Regions from separate parts of the Mus musculus genome. Here region 1 is linked to region 2. A link is a contact called in public promoter capture Hi-C data. All regions are on one chromosome and are shown on one strand. The core of a region is the stretch at or near the end of the contact, and the rest is flanking DNA. Distances in the headings are between cores, read along the strand shown. Region 1 holds the start of Slc9a5 (solute carrier family 9 (sodium/hydrogen exchanger), member 5). Region 2 holds the start of Cmtm3 (CKLF-like MARVEL transmembrane domain containing 3).

The links. Promoter capture Hi-C pulls out the DNA fragments that hold promoters and counts their contacts.
Region 1: a promoter capture Hi-C map of stem cell-derived epiblast-like cells shows a contact between it and region 2, with 5 times the contacts expected there. The contact joins the promoter of Slc9a5 here to the promoter of Cmtm3 in region 2. A contact is called at or near these places in 3 of 39 promoter capture datasets (hippocampal neurons, pre-B cells and stem cell-derived epiblast-like cells) and 1 of 115 datasets of contacts at active chromatin or transcription factors (extraembryonic endoderm stem cells).

Annotation. Positions count from the first base shown.
Region 1 is chr8:105,345,702-105,349,912 of GRCm38.p6, reverse strand. Slc9a5 (solute carrier family 9 (sodium/hydrogen exchanger), member 5) reads right to left here and starts at 1,655. Exons shown (of 16, transcript NM_001081332.1): 1 at 341-1,655. The coding sequence starts at 536. Fhod1 (formin homology 2 domain containing 1) reads left to right here and starts at 1,943. Exons shown (of 22, transcript NM_177699.4): 1 at 1,943-2,260. The coding sequence starts at 2,060. Gm46049 (a long non-coding RNA gene) reads right to left here and starts at 4,143. Exons shown (of 4, transcript XR_003947441.1): 1 at 4,072-4,143; 2 at 3,539-3,718; 3 at 3,075-3,461; 4 at 2,257-2,838.
Region 2 is chr8:104,338,906-104,342,564 of GRCm38.p6, reverse strand. Cmtm3 (CKLF-like MARVEL transmembrane domain containing 3) reads right to left here and starts at 1,971. Exons shown (of 5, transcript NM_024217.3): 1 at 1,670-1,971. The coding sequence starts at 1,816.

The DNA.
Region 1 (4,211 bases), core at 406-2,905, 1.0 Mb before region 2:
GTTTATTGAGGAGAGCTAACTGCAAGGGGAAGGGGAAACTGGGGGAAAGAGTCTAAGGATGGAACGGTGAGAGGAGAGCGGCGACAGGCAGCTCTTAGGAAGGCAAATCCCCTGAACTACCAACCAAGAAGGGAGACCCACAAGAGAGCAGGAAATGGGAGAGAACCCAGATTTGTGGAATTGGAGCCTAAGTCCCCGCACAATGCAAGACGCAAATCTGGAGACCTAGGGGCTTGGGGGCGGGTCCTCTGCGGGCCGCTAGCCTGGCGTGCGGGCGCGCGAACACACACACACACACACACACACACACACACACACACACACACACACACACACTCACCGATTTTGGCTAAGCTGGCCACCAGGATCCACAGGGCCACCAGGTAGGGCGCCTCCACCTCGTGCCACTGCCAGCGGAAGAGCGCCAAGCCTGGAGGAGGCTCACCCAACGGCCCGGACTCCTGGGTGGGTTCTTCTGTGGCCCCCGCCCCCGCCAGGGGCAACCCGGGCAGAAGAAGCAGTGCGGCGCTCAGCATCTTGCTGTCCTCCGGGCACTGCACGGCCGCCGGCCCCGCGTCGCTGCCGCCGCCGCCGCCGCCGCTGCCGCCGCCTACCCGGCGCCCCCGCGTCACAGGCACGTGGGGCTCACTCCCCCCAATCCGAGCTCCGATACCCCCAGGCCAGGTCCGGACCCCGAGACCCTGCCCAGGATCCTAGCAGTTAGGATCCCCTCCTCCATCTCTTCTAGGTTAATCTCATCTCCGGAAATTCCCCAGCATAACCCTCCTAACCCCTCGAGTCCTGAAACCCACTCTTTCGAGTGTGCTCTCCTAAACCGCCTCTCCTCCGGATTCAGAAAGGTGACCAGCCACCGCGTCCCGGAGCACCAAGAAGGACGGGGGTCTCGGGAAGCAGAGACAAGCGCAGCTACTGCAGAACACCGCCCAGCAGCGGGCCACCCGTCCCAGGTGCTCAGGCTGCGGGTCCCAGTGCTAAGCTGAGAAAACCGCAGGGGGCGGTGCGCTGCCGCCTTCCAGCACGATCTCCAAAACCTGGGACCCCCCTACCGGACCACAGCTGCGCACGCGCACTGGGCACACCCAGAAAGCCTAATGGACAACGGTGCTCTCAACGTACCCAGAAACCTCAAGGCCGGGACGGACCCGGCTCTTTCCAGGCTGAAAAGCTGGCTATTCCTCATCTCTCCAGAGCCCAGAGGCGCCGCCTTCCCTTTCCTTCAAACTACAGGGAACTGTTTGCCTATTCCATGGATCTGAGAGGACCTTATGGAATTCCCTTTAAATTAGGAACAACTTGGGGCATTTGACTCATCTCGCCCCAAACCGAAGAATGTCTCCACTTTTCATTCATCACCCAAGCCGAAAAAACATGTGCTACCTGCCTCCTCACAGTGACTCATCCCATTCTTTTTCGAGAAAGAGCACCCGTCCTCTTTTTTTTTGCCCCCACAGCTAAAGGGGACTGAATCCACCTCTTCTTTCAAATATAAAATCTATTTCCACTTCTTATTCCACATTGAAAGAGATTCTTCTTACTGCTTTCCCCAAATGAGAGAAATGCTTTCATTTGTCTTTCAAGCTAGCAATTAGTCCCATCTCGTCCCTTGAGAGTGGCCCAGCTACCCAGATTATCCGAAGAGATTTACCCCCCCCCCCCCATCTGCCCTAAAAATCCTTACAAAGATCCGCTGCAGCCTCGCCCATACCAAATCTAAAGAAAGTCTCCCCGCCCTCTGCTCTGAGGCGGAGCGGGAGCTCGGGTTTTCCCGCCCTCCTAGCAATGGAACTAACGGGATCACCAGCTCTCTGAGTGGCTGGCCCAAGCGCCGCCTCCGGCGGTGGTTAACCCCGAGCGCGCGCTCGCCGCTCAGTCTTGGCTCCACCCCCTTCCTTGGTCCTACCTTCATCTGGCTCCGCCCCTCGAGCCGCGAGCGTCCGGCCCAGCCTGGCCCGGCCCTAACAGCAAAGTTTAGTCGAGTTGAAGTTGCAGCATTTGCAGGGGACACAAGAGGCGTCCAGCGGTAGCCGGTGGCAGAGCCATGGCGGGCGAGGAAGAGCGCGGGGATGGGGACCCAGTATCCGTGGTAACTGTGAGAGTGCAGTACCTGGAAGACACCGACCCTTTCGCTTGTGCCAACTTCCCGGAACCACGCCGGGCCCCCACCTGCAGCCTGGACGGGGCTCTGCCCCTGAGTGCGCAGATCCCTGCTCTGCACCGACTCCTGGGGGCGCCTCTTAAGGTGAGGGGCGCTGCGGAGGTTGAGGTGGGCGGTGGACAGACAGTGCTTCTAGGAGAGAGATCGTCACGGGCGGGTGCTCGCCTCCAGAAAAGTCTCCGGCCGGGGTCCTAAGGTCTATGCTCCTCTGCCTACAGGGGGAGACTCAAGTTGAGGGGACAGTATAGAAGCCAAATGAGAGTTTGTGATTTGTTCCACTCGGGCTTCCCTTGAAAGTTAGGCCCTCCTGAAGAGGTGCTTGGAGTCCCCTCGCTGCCTCTTTGCCAGGGTTGCTGCTGTGGTTGTAGCGGATTGGGGAAGTGGAGTTGGGAAGGGACAGACTTCCACCTGCTCCAGGTAGTCGGGGGCGGGGCCCCAAAGAGGGGCGGGTTTAGGGAGCAATCATAGAAGGGATCGAGGCTACCGGCTGGGTTGGGTCCTTGGAATACAGTCTCTCCAGCGCTGTTGAAGACTGGAGTCCCAGCCAGGATGAGAGGAGTCCCTTGGAAGCGGCCGTGCGCTCATGGGAGGCTGCCCGGGTGGGAAAGCCCTTTGCGTCACCGCCCCCATGGTCCCTTAGGCCCGCCGCTGGTGGCCTACGCCTGGAAGGGAGGGGGTGGATCAGTCTAATTTTAAACCGCTGGCCTACCCTAGTTGCCGACGTTCCTAGGCCGACTTTGCTCAGTTAGAGAGGCATTTTTCCGTATGTCCAGCAGGACCACCCCTCCCCTCCTGCTGGCCTCCCCTCCACCTCCCCGCAGGCATCCCTTTCCGGCTTGCTTTTTCCGGGCCAGGACTCCCAGAGGCATACACACTACCACCCCCCAGGGTTCCTGACCTGCGGGTTAGCTGGGAGCTGTGAGGGAGATGGGAGGGAGTTGATGGGGTGCCACAATTGGGCGCGGGGTTGCGTAAACATGGCCCTTAGCCCCGGGGTCTCCCCTGGAATGTGCCCTAGGCTCCAGGCCTCTAAACTGCATTCCTCGCGTTGCAGCCAGCCCTGCCTCCAAGTGCAGTCAGGAGGGGGTCGGCGAAACTTGGCCTGGGGAGTGGCCAGTGGCCAGGCAGAGCCCCAGCTCTTTAAGACCACAGCTGGAAGAATGCAGCATACTGCCCACCTCCAGAGTTTTCTGCGTAGTCTACTTTGTGTTCTTCTACTGCTCTGTTCAGAGGGGTCTGGAGGAAGCTTGCCCAGTCTGAGGTCACCTGGCATTTAGTATACGGACTACAGAGAAAAGGGTGCAGAATTGCAACTGTTTAGACAGACCAGGGAGAAAGGGGTGTGGAACTGAGTCCACTTACCCGCAATACTAATGAAAATCCGTGGCCAGGAATAAGGTGATGACGGAGACGGTAGCACTTTGCCTAGTATGTGCAAGGCCCTGGGTTCGATCCCCAGTATCACAAATCCATGCATGTATAAGGCTAGAGAGCAGACGATACTTCTCTTACTCTAGACCCTTCTTCACAGTGGGACCAGGCCTGGCGTGTTCAAAAACGAGATTCAGAACCTCTTCTTCATTTAGAAAACTCATTGCATGTTTTTATCTGTACAACAAGGCCCCTGAGTTCAGTGTGCGTGGTGTGTGTGTGTGTGTGTGTGTGTGTGTGTGTGTGTGTGTGTGTAGAAATATGAATGGATATAAAATTGTCTCCCCAACCAGGTGCTGTGTCCTGTTCTCTGCTCCGTAACTGAGGACACTCCGAGCCCCACCCAGCTCTGTACTTCCTGATCTGACAGGACCATCTTTAGGATCTCCTACCTGCTGCAGGGAGAACTGCCTCTACCCCACCCCCCACCCCCCACCCCGGCTTTGGGAAGGGCATAAAGTTACCACACTGTGTAGAGCCAGAACTCTCTGGAGTCGATAGCTTTGCCAGGAATGGTCAGATGCACTGTGATGTGCTTATCCCAAATATAAACTGTGACCACAGACTCAAAATAGAAGGCAGGAGGAAGAGGGACTGAGAAAAA
Region 2 (3,659 bases), core at 722-3,221:
AAGAGGAGCTTCCTTTGGGCAAACAGGAAACTAAGGCTTAGAGAAAGGCGTTTTGAGGTTGCTATCAGCTCCTACTGTATTTCCTTGCCAAAGGCTGCTCGTATGGCTCTCCTCTTTTCTGTACCCATTCCCCTCAAAAAAGTCTGGTTCTGGGCTGGCGAGATGGCTCAGCAGGCAAGAGCACTGACTGCTCTTCCCCAGGTCCTGAGTTCAAATCCCAGCAACCACATGGTGGCTCACAACCATCTATAATGAGATCTGACGCCTCTTCTGGCCTGGCTGAAGACAGCTACAGTGTACTTACATATAATAAATAAATTTGAAAAAAAAAAAAAAAGAAAAAGTCTGGTTCTGGTGGCACTCCCCTGCCCCAACCTCCTCCCTCCCCCACTCCTGTTTTCTCACTCCCCAGTTCTTGGTGGCTGCTTCTTCCTCCAGCTTTCTATCCAGGTCAGACTCCCTACTTGCATGAGACCAAGGGGGAGGAATGACTGGGGGAGGCTCCCCTATACCCTATGAGCTTACTACCCTTCATATTTTCTTAGGCCTGTCTTTCTGGCACCCAGCTAGGGCAAGGACATCTTGTGACTTCTGGTTGGCACTCACTCCTTTTCCATGAAGGGGTACTGGGCAGGTAGGACTGAAGCCAGTGGCCAGTAGATTCAAAGACCCGCCCCACGCCTCCCAGAGGCTTCCAGAGATCTGAAACGGCCAGAAAATGGGCTCTAGGTCCGCTTGGCACCTCATTTAGGAACAAAGTATTAGGTTCTACCGGAGACCTCAGGGTTGATGCTCCTTAGTAGGTCCTGGGGTACAACGGAGAGGTCCTGGGGCAGAACCCCCCTTTTGCCCTCAAGGATATCCTCAAGGTCACTGGATGAGTCACCTGCCAAGTTTCCTAGCAGTTAAAGACACTGTCTCTCCTATCCCCAACTCGAAGTGGGAGCAGGTCGGATATTAAGTTGCTAGGTATCTGAGCAACAAGTGGCTGTCACTATGGTCTGTTTCCTCCTTCCACCGTCCCTCCTCCCACCCCTCTCCCCATCTCCATAGGCTCCATGCCAGTTCCCGCCCCACACGTGATGATGAGTGTTGGGAGGACAAAGGAGACCTTCCTATCCGGGTGGGGACAAGCAGGGAGGAGGAAGGAGTACAGCGCGGGAGGGGGGAAGGAGGGCATGAAGTCACCCCGCAGGCTCGCCACCCTGAAACAGTGGTCCGCCTGTGTCTTCACTACGTGGCCCCTGCCTCACCCACTCCCCGGGGGCACATCCCACTCCGTAGGATCTTCACCACACAGGCGGCTAGGTCTCAGCCTAGGAGGTGGGAGGGTGTGCAGGGCGGGCGAGGCCAGAAGAAGCTTAGCGAGCGCAGCAGTCCCGGGGACTCAGAGAGGGCGGAGGCGCTCGAGGTCACACAGCAGCCGAGCTGCGGCTCCAGCGGGGACCAGGACCCCAAACCCTTGACTTCTGGTCCCTTTCGAGGGCCTCGCAGACTGGAGAATCCGGGAAGAACACGGCTCGGGCCTGATTCTGACTCGAGCTCCGCTACAGAGAAGTCGTAGCAAGCTTGGGGGCGGTGGTCCAAATTCTCCTGGGCTGGAGGTGCAAGGCCCCAGGCTGGGGCGCGGGTACCGGGCTTCACGCACCCGGGGAGCACACGCACTCACCGACTCGGCCAGCAGGAGGCGGCCTTTGAGAGAGCAGAGGAAGGCGCGCGCGGGCAACAGGGCTCGGAGTCCCGGCACTGTCCTGCCACTTCGGGGGCCATGCGCGGACTCTGGATCGGGCTCTGGCTCTGCGTCCGGGGGCCACATAGCGGCGCTATCTGGTCGAGCCTGGGCCTCACTGCCTCACCCACCGCCCTGGAGGGAAGCGGAAACCCGCTGTGCGGAAGAAGAAAAAGTGGAGTTAGACTAGGCCGGGGACTCATCCTCCGCTGTCCCGCCCACCTCCCCCATCCCCACCCACAACTGCCCCTCGAACCCTGCCCCGCCCATCCTCCCTCCGACCATTCTCTACGCAGCCCCCGTGTTCCGTGGACGCTGCCTTACCCATCCGTCCTGTGGATCCTCCCATCTCCTCCTCCCCCACTCCCCCTCTGCCTACGTCCTGCCCATATCCTGCTCCATCCTTCCAACCACTCCTCATTGCCCCTCAGATGTAGTCCAGTCTGTCTCTCTCTGTCTTCTCTATTTCCACTTACTTCCTCTGCCTCTTCACTAGCCTTAGGATCCTTCCCTGCACCTTGTCCTTTCATTCTCAGTTCCCCCTCGATCCTGTCCCGCCCACCAACCCCGGCGCACCCCACAGTCCCTCCGACCCTGCTCTTCTCACTTCCCCACCCATGAATCTTTGCACTACACTGCCCCTCCGACTATCCTTGGCCCTCTATCCTCCGGTCACTTCTCATTCTTCACCCCCTCTACTGCCCCCCCCCACCTCCTTTACCTGCCCCACCTATCTTCTGCCCCATTCTCGCACCCCTTCCCATGCAGCCTTCTAGCACCTACCTCCCCACCTCCCGCACTCACTATTTCTGCTACGTCCCGGGGTGACACAGATTCTGTACCCAGATCCTCCCAGTCCCCTCGCACTCCAGCTCTCTGTTTGCTCTGTGTGGCTGGCCTGGAGTCTTCTTTTGTCGTTTGACTCCTTACCCCCCCCCCCCCCCCCCCCGTCCTGACTGACACAGACCCACTTATCTGCCCTGAGCGCCCCCTAAAGCGACCACCTGTCCTTGCTCAGCGGTTCTGCTCTTTAAGCTCGAAGTAACTTACTGCCTAGACAACTCCAGGACAGGGACACTGCCCCCATACCCCACCCCCATCTCCGCTAAGTCCTCTCCAGGCTTGGCTCTAACCAGGCGAGATCAGTTCTTTCAGAGTGCTTTCCCCTTCTTGGCTCCTCTCAGAGTTTTCCTACTACTTCCCAGGCCACCCTCCCGCTAGTTCTTGGCTTGCCCATCTTCCTCTATTTTACAGGCCACGCTCCTGTCAGGCCTCAGCCAGCCCATCCTCCTTCCTGGCCTCTTTCGTTAGCTGCCCAAGGCTTGGGTTCGTTCTGTGCTGGACTAACCAGAGATCTGGAATTATCCTTGTTCTCCCCCACGGCTAGCCCATCATGGATGCTCTCTTAATACCACTAAGTCTGCACTCCTGCCCCATTAACTATCGTGAGGCTCTTTAAGAGACTAATGCTTTCTTCCTTGTCACCCGGATGCGCTAAGATCACTAGTCATGATCCCTCCCACTGCACCCTCAGGAAAATTGATGCTTCCTCTTGCCACGGGGACTTTGTACATCTGTCCTTTCTAACAGTGTGTGTGTGTGTGTGTGTGTGTGTGTGTGTGTGTGTGTGTGTGTGTGCATTTTCTTGTGTCTGGGTGCTGATAGAGACCAGAGGTGACTGTAGCTGTTTTTGGCTACTTAGTGGGTTCTTCTTTCTTCCACCCTTCTCCATACCTTTCCTTCCACACTTTCAACCCTCTAACACTAGATAAGAGAGAAAAATGGATAGAGAGGAAAGGAGAAAGGAAAGGAAAGAGATCCCAGAATAAAGTCAGGGGTTGGAAAGGGGCAACATTATTATTAGTCCTTCTTGCTGATTGGGGCAAGTTTGAGCTTTGCTGTCAAGATAACTAATTTTTTCTTTGCTCAT